Regions from separate parts of the Zea mays genome. Here region 2 is linked to region 1. The links are chromatin contacts, called in public Hi-C maps. All regions are on one chromosome and are shown on one strand. The core of a region is the stretch at or near the end of the contact, and the rest is flanking DNA. Distances in the headings are between cores, read along the strand shown.

Evidence for each region. A called contact is a pair of places that touch in the nucleus more often than the background predicts.
Region 2: a Hi-C map of leaf shows a contact between it and region 1, with 4 times the contacts expected there. The contact joins the promoter of LOC100285435 here to the promoter of LOC100193673 in region 1. A contact is called at or near these places in 2 of 25 Hi-C or Micro-C datasets (ear and leaf).

Annotation. Positions count from the first base shown.
Region 1 is chr5:219,597,576-219,603,651 of Zm-B73-REFERENCE-NAM-5.0, forward strand. LOC100193673 (Adenine nucleotide alpha hydrolase-like superfamily protein) reads left to right here and starts at 2,672. Exons shown (of 4, transcript NM_001138766.1): 1 at 2,672-2,881; 2 at 2,999-3,108; 3 at 3,682-3,800; 4 at 3,899-4,214. The coding sequence starts at 2,704. The coding sequence ends at 3,989. It overlaps LOC100191348, which reads right to left. Exons shown (of 10, transcript NM_001136782.1): 6 at 5,628-5,717; 7 at 5,460-5,517; 8 at 5,276-5,389; 9 at 4,999-5,096; 10 at 4,490-4,892. The coding sequence ends at 4,688.
Region 2 is chr5:219,819,690-219,825,765 of Zm-B73-REFERENCE-NAM-5.0, forward strand. LOC100285435 (DNA-3-methyladenine glycosylase) reads right to left here and starts at 3,847. Exons shown (of 6, transcript NM_001158328.2): 1 at 3,385-3,847; 2 at 2,773-2,844; 3 at 2,559-2,682; 4 at 1,697-1,767; 5 at 1,549-1,606; 6 at 944-1,434. The coding sequence starts at 3,684. The coding sequence ends at 1,268. It overlaps LOC100273180, which reads left to right and starts at 4,532. Exons shown (of 7, transcript NM_001352076.1): 1 at 4,532-4,798; 2 at 4,884-5,071; 3 at 5,214-5,412; 4 at 5,551-5,729; 5 at 5,809-5,959; 6 at 6,055-6,076. The coding sequence starts at 4,606. It overlaps TRNAS-GCU (transfer RNA serine (anticodon GCU)), which reads left to right and starts at 408; the gene lies at 408-489. TRNAS-GCU (transfer RNA serine (anticodon GCU)) reads left to right here and starts at 627; the gene lies at 627-708.

The DNA of each region.
Region 1 (6,076 bases), core at 1,422-3,921:
CATGCATGCAAGTATGCAACTCGATTTCTAGGATAAGAAAATACCTGAGAAACTGATCGAACTGAGCAAGGCAGGTTTGCCTTCTTCCTTTGCATTGGTGCAAGTGCTAGCATGCTTAGCTCCTTTTTATAGTGTTAAGGATGTAGCGACTGCGCTTATTAGTAGCATCCCCTGACCTGAATACCTGATACTTGGTTTAGTAATTCAACGAGAATTTACTATAGGAAAAGTTCGCGAGGATCAACACGAACATTCAGTGAAGTGGTAGTCCAGCTTCTAGCAGGAGTGTATGTATCTTGAAACGTGTGGTCCCGGCGGGGCGGCAATCGCGGAACCTTGGATTGGAGCGCAAGGAAGTTGAATAATCAGTATACATGCTTGATGAAAAATGTAACCTTAAACTGACGACCCGTTTGGCCCCCGCGTCGCTCCCGCGTGCATAGAAGTGATAATAGATCAATGATCTAAATGTCCTTTCATAAAAAGTTAGGACCCGTGAATAATTTATAGTTAGATGCATTATCTATAACAAAAACAATATATGATGAAAAGTTAATATGTCTTATAATTCAGAATAATAAGATTATTAAACATTAAGTGATACTTATATATTTTTTTTTCCTAGAATTCTTGTCGGTGCACGAGAGAACGGATTATTGGACTGGTGCGGCCAATTCATTATTAGTCATCCCGTCGTGTAAAATCGAAGGTAGTACGTACAAAATATACATTGGACTTTTGGGCAGAATTAACGTGTCGGAAACTTATGTGCATGCGTGCATACGATACGCGTTAAATGAAACGTACGCGGCGTACCACATGGGTCTGCTGCTTACGTGGCGACGAAAAGCTGGCAGGAGTTGATGGTCCAATTGTCGACAATCCCCATGGAGATGTTTGGGCCTGCACCGGCGAGGCGGCGACGGCTTGGAGGCAGGCAGCCAGCATCCGTCTTCACCGAACACTATGGGGTATATATAATCCTATTTAATGTGATGTCTCTTGTTGGGTTTCTAAGAATCTAAGTGAAAAAATATAAGAGACGGACTCTTCGTAAAGAGTCTATCTCTTCACGAAGAGTCTATTTTTTCACGACTCTTTATACATGTTGTCTAATAGCTGTACTTATTATCTAAAGTTTTAGGGTTGTATTATACAGTTTTTTTAGTTATCTCTGTATTTTGAAAACCGAATTGGGTCTCAGGGGTTGACTGACATGTCTGTGTCGTCTGATTCCCACGGCCATTGGACCGAACGAGAGCCAACGAGATTTCATCCTACACAGTCCAGTTATCTGAAACTGCCTGCCTTAATGTGGAGGCCCATTCGATGGTTTGGTCCAGGTAGAGATGCAAGTGGTTCGTGGACTAGCCCATCTGTATCCCAGTCCCAGGGCCATGTGGCCTTGATAGGCGGTCTTTCTTCATTTGTTGCCGCGTCTAGTACGAGACAGCGCCTGCCAAGAAAATGTGGTACTGTTGGTCTGTTGCATATGAACCGGTCAGTACCATTGGTGTGTGACTAGACAAGAACTACAGGAGATTTTTTATTTGTGTTTCTTCTATTTTTGTTTTCTCTCTGCTGGCGCTATCGACTAGTATTAGGCTGTTGGGGACAACCGGTCCTTATTTGCAGTTACAACAGATCGTGTAAAATAGCAGATTTATATGTAGAGTGAAGTTTAAAATAAAGGATAAGGCATAGGATATGATACGATACGGTAGCTGTAAGAGACAGACTAACGTATCCTCGGATCAACGGGTATACGCTGTCATCCATACGTACGCACTGAACGCGCCTTTTCCAGGCATGTTTTGCGGTAGTATTTATTTATGCTCACATACTTGCCGAGACAAAGTTGACCAAAGCATAGATATGCAATGCACGACATCTTCGAGATGATCACTGAACACGCAAGCCTTTGCCTGCAGGTGCTAGCCAAGGATCGAGAGGTGGGGAAAAGGTCAGGGTATACGGTTCCATCCCAGCACCAGCTTGCAAACCCATCCCACCGGCCGGCCCGTGGTTTTAGCCTTGGCTAACCTCAGCAGCTACTACTGATCACGAAGCCACGTCGAGATCAACATGACGAACTGATGAACAATGAGGCAAGCCATATTCTGTTAAGAAAGCGAGAGTCTCTAGTTTGGTTTTTTGGATACCTCTCTTCCAGTTGAATTCAATGTGATTGCCCACAGGAAAGAGACCTGGCTGGGCACTGATAGATACCTCACGAACGACTGCTGCCTTCAACAAGTAGACTTGGAGACAGAAAACAGCCGAGACGCTTTACAAATTTGGGAGTCTTGGACCCAGCCACCGCTTCTTGGGCTTTCTAGACAGGTCGAGAGAGAGGCTCGGGGATGTTTACCAGCGCCATGATTAGCATGTGCAGCTGGCAATGCGCTCCCAATCGTCAGAAACCAAACCGACTCGATTACCTTTCGCCTCATCAGGCGAATAAAGCCAACCTAGGCTCCTACGAGTTGGATGCCAATTGGGCGGGATATTTGGCTCGACTCTGACTCCGACTCCGACTCCGACGATCTTTTCAACAACCTCAGAACAGAACCCGAACTCTTCCCAGGAACACCCCTATATATATAGCTGCCTCTGCGCCTCGGCCTTCCTGCACCACCTTCCTTTTCACAGCCTTCGTACACCGGAGAACCCCGCAAGAAACCTGCAGCAGGTCCGCCAGGCATGGCTGCCGAGAAGCGCACCATTGGCATGGGCATGGACTACTCGCCCTCCAGCAAGGCCGCCGCGAGGTGGGCGGTCGACAACCTGATCAAGGCCGGGGACCGTCTCGTCCTCGTCCACGTCCTCCCCAAGGGCGTGGACTCCAGCCACAAGGAGCTCTGGAAGACCACCGGCTCACGTAAGTACAACCATCTGTCGTCGTCTTTCCACTTCTTCTCTCGTCTCCATCGCAAAGATTGTCGGATGACAGCGCCGTTGATTCTGTTCCTCCTTTTTTTTCTCCTGTAATCTGCAGCTTTGATTCCTCTCTCGGAGTTCATGGAGATGAACCTGCAGGCGAGGTACGGGCTCAACCCTGATAAGGAGACACTGGAGATCCTGCGAGCTGTATCCAAGTCCAAGCAGGTAATACTTCAAGGGTTCTGCTCTGCTAGATGGTTAAGCTAGAGGATGAAAACTGTATTGTTGCATAACAACAGAACACATAGTTTGCAACTGATACAATGCAAAGTATTTTTTGTATTGAAAAAAGGCGGCACGATAGCAAGGTGTCCAACAAGAAGGGAAAAAATCCACTCAAATCCTCATATAATCTGTGTTGTCGGAAGTCAGGTCAAACATCATGAAACCATAACCTCAAATTTGATCAAGTTTAGGGTAGCTGGCCAGCCAGGAACAAAAAAATGGACCGAACACTTCCCAACTACTGTATTAAACAACCTGAAGAATTAGTAAGGGTAACTGACCAGCGGACATATGAAAACATACACCCAATAGTTCTCCTGATTTTTATATTTGGGTAAGGCTGGCTAAGGCAACAGCAACAATGTAGAAGGCACTTTTGAAGGTTACCTGCAACCTGCCTTTCATGGATCCAACTATCTACAGAATTATTTAATTTTGAAGGCAAAAAATAAAATAATATTGTATCAAATATACTATTTAGTAAAAATGTTGCTTCTATGTCGGCTTGATCAGGTGGAAGTACTAGCAAAGGTTTACTGGGGCGATGCAAGGGAGAAACTCTGTGAGGCGGTAGATGATCTCAAGGTGGACTCCTTTGTGCTTGGTTGCAGGGGCTTAGGGCCACTGAAAAGGTGAACATTTCTAACCTCTCGTCGGTCAAACTACGAGTGCTTAGTCTTTGGCTAACATAGCTCCCTAATATTTTACATTTCAATGGATCTCAATACAGGGCTCTCCTTGGGAGTGTCAGCAACTATGTAGTCAACAATGCAACATGCCCGGTTACAGTGGTGCGCGGACCAACTGGGTTGAGTGCCTGATCTTTTCTGTTTAATGTGGGGCTTTTGTAGTGCAAGGATCATTTAGTACAACTGGGTTGATGTCGTTTGTGAGGATGGTGTGTTAGCACTTAGCTCTGGTAATTAGCTTCGGTGTTATTACTTGACATCTGTTGTCCAGTTGTGATATCTGTGAATTTCATCTATTAAATCTTATCTACATATATTTATGCTTTTCTTTGTGAAATTATGTAAGAAAATTTCTACATACTATATATATGACTGTGTCACTGGTGAGTCTGTTTTTATCTATGCGCATGACAAGGCTTCCCCTACTAAAGATCAATGATTAATTCATAGGTTTCTGAAGAATGAATGACAACAAATGTAGAGGCTTTTTTTGTACAAGTTATTTTGGTTCTTAACTGGAAGTCAGGAAATAAGTGGACCCTACAGGTTGGCACTTGGTAGCTGCTTTGTTGAGGGCCCTAAAGACCTACTGACATGCAGGTTTTTATAGAATAAAGCTATTTGGCAGAAATGACACACAAACCTCCACATAAAAAATATTTATTTCCAAATGGCAGAAAGATGTGCTTTATTCTTAAATTGCATCAGTGTTCTATACAATGTGAACCATCTATTCTGCATTTTCTTGCACAAATTTAAGAGTAATAACTCTGTAATGGATACAATGTTTGCAAGAATGAGCCATCATGGAATCACATGGACCGTACTGATCAGAACATCTTACCAGTGCCATCTTTGCGTGGAACAGAATCTTCAAGATCCATTCTGCGCCAGCTCCCAGCCAAAGATGACAACTGGTCAGCCTTATCATACAACCCAAGAAGACCACCTGTGTGGATAAACAGAACTTTTCGACCTTTCCATTTGGCTGGATTGCCAGCCATGTCTTTTAGCAAACCATAAACCGCCTTCCCACTGCATTAAAATGAAGCATGCATTTTTATTCAGTTTATGACTAGCAAAGACCAAAACATAGATCCGCGTGCCAAATCTATTTCATTGATTCAGACATAGGTTGCACCTGTAGACTGGATCAAGGACAATGCCTGTTGATGCAGCTATGTCTTTGACAAACTTAAGCTCCTCAGCTGTGTTCATGGCATAGCCTAACCCCTTAGCCTGTCAAGGAGAAGTTGAAGAGAATGCCAAATGCTAATGTACTGATCAAAAAAATTTATTATGAAATGTAGTTAATATATGTAAAAACAAGTTGAGACAAGCCACTGCAGATGAACCTTTTGGAGTTAGCACACCAAAATGATTTACTATAAATAATGAAAATTCTGAACTGCACTTACATTTTCCATGCTAACTATATCATGTGAATCGAAACCAGAATTAAGTCCATCAATCAGGCCTTGGACATAGTCATAGAAGTATTCAGGGTCATCACAAACAGAGAATGCATGAACCTATCCAGCAAGAGGATATTACTCGGAAAGTTCAGTGTCAGATAATATAACAGACAAGGGTAGATCATACTTTTGTATTTAAGCTGCTCAATCTGGATCCTAAAGCAAGGCCAGCAATGGTTCCACCACTGCATGAAGTTAAATATTGTCCGACTATAAAGCAATGTCTTGCAACTTTCAGAATCTAGGCATGACACAACAAGAACTGTACACACAAAATTACCCATAAGAAGTATACCTGCCACATGCAACAACAATATCATCAAACTGAACATCAGAAGATTGCTGAATTTGCTGCTCAATCTCCCTTATTGCCTCAATATATCCCCTGAACAGTAAGATTTATAAAGATCAGGCTGCACTTTCTAAACTGAATTAATTTGTTTAAAAAAACTGACACAGCATGTGCCAGACTATTTGAAGTCCAACGCTTTACAGCACGTAATCTTGAATTCTTATTATTTTATTAACTCTGACTCAAGGCCCATAATAAATTATGTAATATTTACACACATGGGAAATTCTTACATTCCACTAGCTAGCCAGTATACTGCACCACACCAATATTGAAATGTCTTATACGTTATCACATGATTCAACATCTAATCTATACATATCCAGGGGCAGGGCTAGGATATTTTTAGGGGGTGCAAATACCCCCCCCCCCCCCAAAAAAAACAATTCTAT
Region 2 (6,076 bases), core at 2,597-5,096, 220 kb after region 1:
GGACTAAAAATTAGTCCCTAGTAACCAAACACCCCCTAAGTTCCTTGATAGTCTAATGTTGAGTGAATCTATCAATATTTAATGTGCATCGTGCATTGAAGAAATTACAACAAATCACGCCAAACAAATTAATTTTCCAAAGGTAAAAATGAGTTCTCCGTGGTTTTCTAGCGAGAACCTGTGAAAAAAGACGGTTTCAAAACGTTAAGAAGCATCAGATTTCGGTGATTTTGGATCGGTTTCTTGTTTTCTGCAGTGGGCGAGAAATTGGTTTCTAAAACGGTAGTGCCGTAGTGGACGGTAACCCACTTTTGGTTTGTGGTGGCACGCTTGAGCGCTTCCACTACCGAGGACGGGTGAGGCTATGTTACGTTGTTAATATCAAGTGACATATCCTTATACATGACGACGCTTTGGCCGAGTGGTTAAGGCGTGTGCCTGCTAAGTACATGGGGTTTCCCCGCGAGAGTTCGAATCTCTCAGGCGTCGTTTCTATTTTTCACCCATTTTTTATGTTAACTTGCAAAAAAACCTCTTTTTTTGAAAATTTGTGTTTTGCTAGTATCCAGCAGGCCAATTGCAATTTACTCTTATATGTTTAAATATTTCTTTTGCTATCATAAAACGACGCTTTGGCCGAGTGGTTAAGGCGTGTGCCTGCTAAGTACATGGGGTTTCCCCGCGAGAGTTCGAATCTCTCAGGCGTCGTTGCTGTTTTTTACTCATTTTTTATGTCAACTTACAAAAAACTTTTTTTTGAAAAAAAATGTTTTGCGATTGTCCAGCAGGCCAATTGCGATTTGCCCTTGTTTTTCCAGATTTGCGACCACTATGGTATGGTCGCCGATGGCACGCAACCGTGACACAGCATAATATGCAGGACGATCTACCTGCACTCGAAGATCATGCACCATAACATGAAGGCGAAGAACATGCTGGAGGACCGAAAACGGAGTGACACAGTTCGATGTTTTGATTTGAGTTTTCTAGGACAACGGCTATTTCAGGAAAAAAATAGTTAATTGACTCTTATTTACTTCTCTCTAGTCATCTTTCTCAGCCCTTCAAACACACTCCACGCTTTTAACATTTGAGAATGTTCGGCCCGGGCACCCGCCCTCGTAGAGTTCGTAGGCCTTTTTGTCGAACACACTGTGATACATTTACAAGAGCCAGTTATAGGCAGCATTCCGAAGTGTCAAGCAAATACAAACACATGGCAATTCGGGTTGGAACGGGACTCGAACGGTTCCTGTTCAGACACCGGTCAGTAGCGTGGCCGTAGCGTGTTTTTGGGGGCGCTGATCCACGGCGTGCCGGCAATCGCGAACCTCCACGGCGCCGCGACATGCTCGGGAGACGCGTACTCGATGCCAACGCGGGGACCAACCAAAATGCTCTCCGGCTCTGGCCCGTCCAGTACCTCCAACCCACCTGAGAGATTGAGATGGAGGGAGGAAAAACAAATCCATCGTTTGGGTGAAATGGATAAACCAGCGCAGCAGTTTCAGGCCGTGGTGAAGGTCAGTCAAGCTCAAGCAAGCATACCAGGCGCGTAGAGAGGATGGTTCGACCAGTCAGTGGATAGGCCCAGAGCTTGTCCAACCTGAATACAGTGCACAGAAATTTTAAGCTAACACAGCTGTGCAGGAACAGTGAGAAAACAACACTTGCAGCCAAGCGAAGAGGCACCTACCTTTCCTGGTCCCGTAAGTAGGATCGGTTTCTCGGTTTGTTGACCCCGGCGCCGCTGAATAGTTTCAAGACCTGAAAGAGTTTCAAGAAATTGATCAAAGTCTGGATTGAAATACGTTATGCTAGCTTACCATTGACAAGGCAAAGAGACAGTTGAACTACGGAAACATAGTTTTGACTGCCAGATAAAGGAACTACCGGCCATACAAATATTTCAGGAAATTGATTGGTTTTGTCGCATTGGACTTAAAAATATGATAGATACAAGAGCTGTGATAGAGCAAGACATGCTGAAATCACCAAAAGACCTTCTGGCAGTAGGCTAAGGAAGCTCCAATTTACATCAGGAGCATGCGATTCAGTTAGTAGAGTTGGAATTTGGGACAAAGGTTGTACTCTAGTTGTCCAATCCACGAGGTTTATTTTACTTTTCTGCCTTGAGTTGAAAGCGACATGGAGAATGCATTGTTGTGGATATTTGTGGGCAAAGATGATCAACGCCTCCTATATTCCTCCTGATCACATAATTATCTAGTGCTACAGATTTCCATTTTCCTCTTCTAGCTACGCAAAGGTAAAAAAAAAGGTAAAGTTAGTACAAAATCTTTGTCACAGGTTGCAAAAGTGAAGCTGTTGAAGAGAGCAGTTTAGTTTGGATATATAGAAAACGAAAAAGACCAAGATCCATGACCGGCTCCAGCATTAACCTAACATGTTGCATTCAGCTGCAATTGTCAGACTGTTGATGAATGCCACACAGTAGCTATGCTATATCTTATGATCCTAGGAAAATCCACAGATAAGATATTCGCTCTTTATCCAATCAGTGCGAAGGTGATGAAGTGCTATTTAGCAATACATACCGCTAACTGGAGAACATGACCGGATCAAAACGGCAGCACCAACCCCCTCTATATCGGCAACCACATTGAGCATCATGTGAAGTCCATAGCACAGATACACATATGCATGGCCTCCCGGTCCAAACTACACACAAAGGGCCACAGGTTTTAGCTCACGCTCAAATCTCAAAGCCTCGAATTTGGCAAGCTCAGAAAGCATAACGCAGGATCCTACCACTGGAGCTGTCCTCGCTGTGATGCCGAACCGGCCATGGCATGCGGAGTCATTTGGCCTATAAGCCTCCACCTGAGATTTCATGAAAATTCAGAACGTTGTAACAGTGTGTATCCATTAGTTTAGCATATATAAGGTATAGTTTGACAACTCTATTTTCTAAGGGATTTTTATTTTCTCAAATTAAAATAAACTAATTTATTTTAGGAAAATAGAAATGCTTGAGAAAATAGGGTTGACAAACTAGCGGTGATAATAGATCACTATCCAAATTTTTCTTCACGATTCATTTGAGCAATTAATTAATTATAGTTCAAAAAATGAATATAAATAAAGTCTAATCCAAATACGATCTGATTCTTAGTTTGAGCCATTAATTAATTATAGTTCAAAAATGAATATAAATAAAGTCTAATCCAAGTACGATCTGATTCTTAAGTTTTACGGTGTAAAATTTAGACCTCATTGCCACCCTGCACATCACATATAAGAGCAAAAAATTTTGCCAGATAAAGATAGGTGCTACTACATAGCAAGGGTACCTTGGAGCTATATCAGCAGAGTAGAATCTTGGCCGTAAGAAAAGACGCGAGACTTGTGAAGAAGACAAACCTCGGTGATGCGGAGGACAACCTCATCGCGCCGAAGGAGCTTGCCGAGGAGGCGGGGGGCCAGGTCGAGGGCATCCACCTCGAAGAAGTCTCGCGGCAATGCGCGCCCAACAGGCGGCACCGCGTCTAGCCCCACCGATGCGGGAAGCAATGCCCTCGCCAGCGCCGAGGTCCCCGCCGCCTCGGCCTCGGCCTCGCCCTCTCGGCCACCGGCGGCGACGCGACGGGTTCTGAGCCGCGACTTCTTCCCGGGCGAGGAGCGCTTGAAGCTTGGGCGCTTGGGCGCGCCGGAAGTGGTCATCGGCGATCCGGGGCTTGCCGGGCTTCAGTGCTCGTTAAGGGATGCGTGGAGTTGACGGTGGAGATGCAATGGAAGAATCCCATGGATGCCAAACTATTGCGGCGAGGCTTTCTTGGGAGGAGGATAGGGAAAGACAGACGGCAGCAGCACGGATTGGGCTAATTCCGAATTCAATATACTGCGGCTGCTTTCATAGAAACGGCAATAGAAATGTCAACGACTAAGGACGATAGCATCTTCAACTAGCCGTGTAAAACATTATTTTGACCTATAGAACGTTCAGTTTTATCATAATCTGGTGTTTTTTTTAGAAAGCTATAGCTAACCGACCTCTATTTAGCTTATAAAAAGAGATCGGCCCAACTTTCAAGCCTCCCACTTGGATTCTCCTAGACACACGAACAGACTCTGAATGTTTGAGGGCTTTGACCCTGCGGTATCCGTCAACTAGCTTCTTGATGCCTGCCTCGTACTATATTCTAAGGGGTGTTTGGTTTCGAGGGACTAATTTTTAGTCCCTCTATTTAATATCATTTTAGTAACTAAATTATCAAGTACAGAAATTAAAACTCTATTTTAGTTTTCATATTTAGCAATTTAGGGACTAAAATAAAATAAAATTGAAAGGACTAAATATTAGTCCCTAAAACCAAACACCTCCTAACTATAAAATATCCTTGACTTATTACTAAAGTGACTTGTTTCTAGAACATTGTAGGTTACCACTAAAATAGCATAAACTAGAATTCCAAACACCACGACCTCACATAAAGGTCCTCCAAAAGATCAAAATTGCCCAAGCAGGTCCCGTAAGCGAAAACCAAAACTGTTCCCCGTAGATAGAGATACACATACACACCCGAGAGGGCGACGAAACAGACAGCCGGACTCAAGTCGACGCCCGGCGAATTGCCCGATACTATGGAGGGAGACGATCGGAGGGCCCCGCTGCTGGCGGCCGGCGGCGGCCGTCCCCCGTCTCTGCGGCGCCGTGACTCGGCGCGGTCGCTGCGCAGCAGCTTCCTGTCGCGGCTGCCCGACAAGGTGCGCGCCGGGCTCGACCCGGAGCACCTCGCCGACGTCGACCTCTCCCGCGCCAAAGGCATGTCCAGAGGTAACAGACTTGCGAGGTCTGAATCTCCGATCCCTCGTCCGGTCACCCCCTCTCCTACCCCTTCGCCTCTCCCGGCCGCGTGCAGGTGTGAGACAGTACTACGAGAAGCAGCTCGCGACCCTGAAGACCTTCGAGCAGGTGGAGGCGCGCTGCATGCCCGGCGAATTCGATTCGGATGTCGAGGCCTCCGACTCGGAGGACGCGGAGCAGAAGCAGAGCGAGTTCGCCATGAAGATCTCCAACTACGCCAATATTGTGCTGCTGGTCTTCAAGGTGCGTTCAAAGCGTAGCTCTGGTTGTGCAGTCGCAGTCTCGAGTCTTGTAGAGTGGGACGACACATGGGTAGGAGTAGGAGTAGGACAGGCTACATGGCGCGAGACGCTGTGCTGATCCGTTCCGGCTGCGACGATCGCAGGTGTATGCGACGATCAGGACGGGGTCCATGGCGATTGCGGCGTCCACGCTCGACTCGTTGCTGGATTTCATGGCCGGGGGTATCCTCTGGTTCACGCACCTTTCCATGAAGAGGGTCAACATCTACAAGTACCCAATTGGGAAGCTGCGCGTCCAGCCCGTCGGGATCATCGTCTTCGCCGCCATCATGGCAACTCTAGGTGTGCCCTCTGTCAAGAAACGCGTAACCTTTGCTGTCTGTCAGACAGATGCAAAGCGGAAAGTGTCTGTACAGATGAGATGCAATGTGGAATTGTCTATAGAAATGAATAACATGAGTTCCTTCGCCTACGTTTTAGGTTTCCAGGTCTTGGTCCAGGCCGTCGAACAGCTGGTGGAGAACAAACCTGGCGAGAAGATGACATCGGAGCAGCTGATATGGTTGTACTCCATCATGCTTTCGGCAACCGCCGTGAAACTGGCTCTCTGGCTCTACTGCAAGAGTTCAGGGAACAGTATTGTTCGGGCTTATGCGAAGGTATTGTCCATGCTACAAAAGCGCGGCACTCATCAAAACTGTGATTTAAACTCACCTGTACTGTACACGTGCCATTCAGGACCACTACTTCGATGTGATAACCAATGTCGTCGGTCTGGTGGCTGCTGTTCTTGGGGACAAATTCCTGTGGTGGATTGACCCCGCGGGGGCTGTCATACTTGCTGTATATACCATCGTCAACTGGTCCAAAACTGTATTAGAAAATGCAGGTACGTCCAAAACACTTCACATCCTCCAAAACACTTCGAATTATGTAGTTCTGCTCTAAGTGCCTGATCAGCTTGTGACTAATTCTTTGCTTCAGCTACCCTAGTGGGCCAATGTGC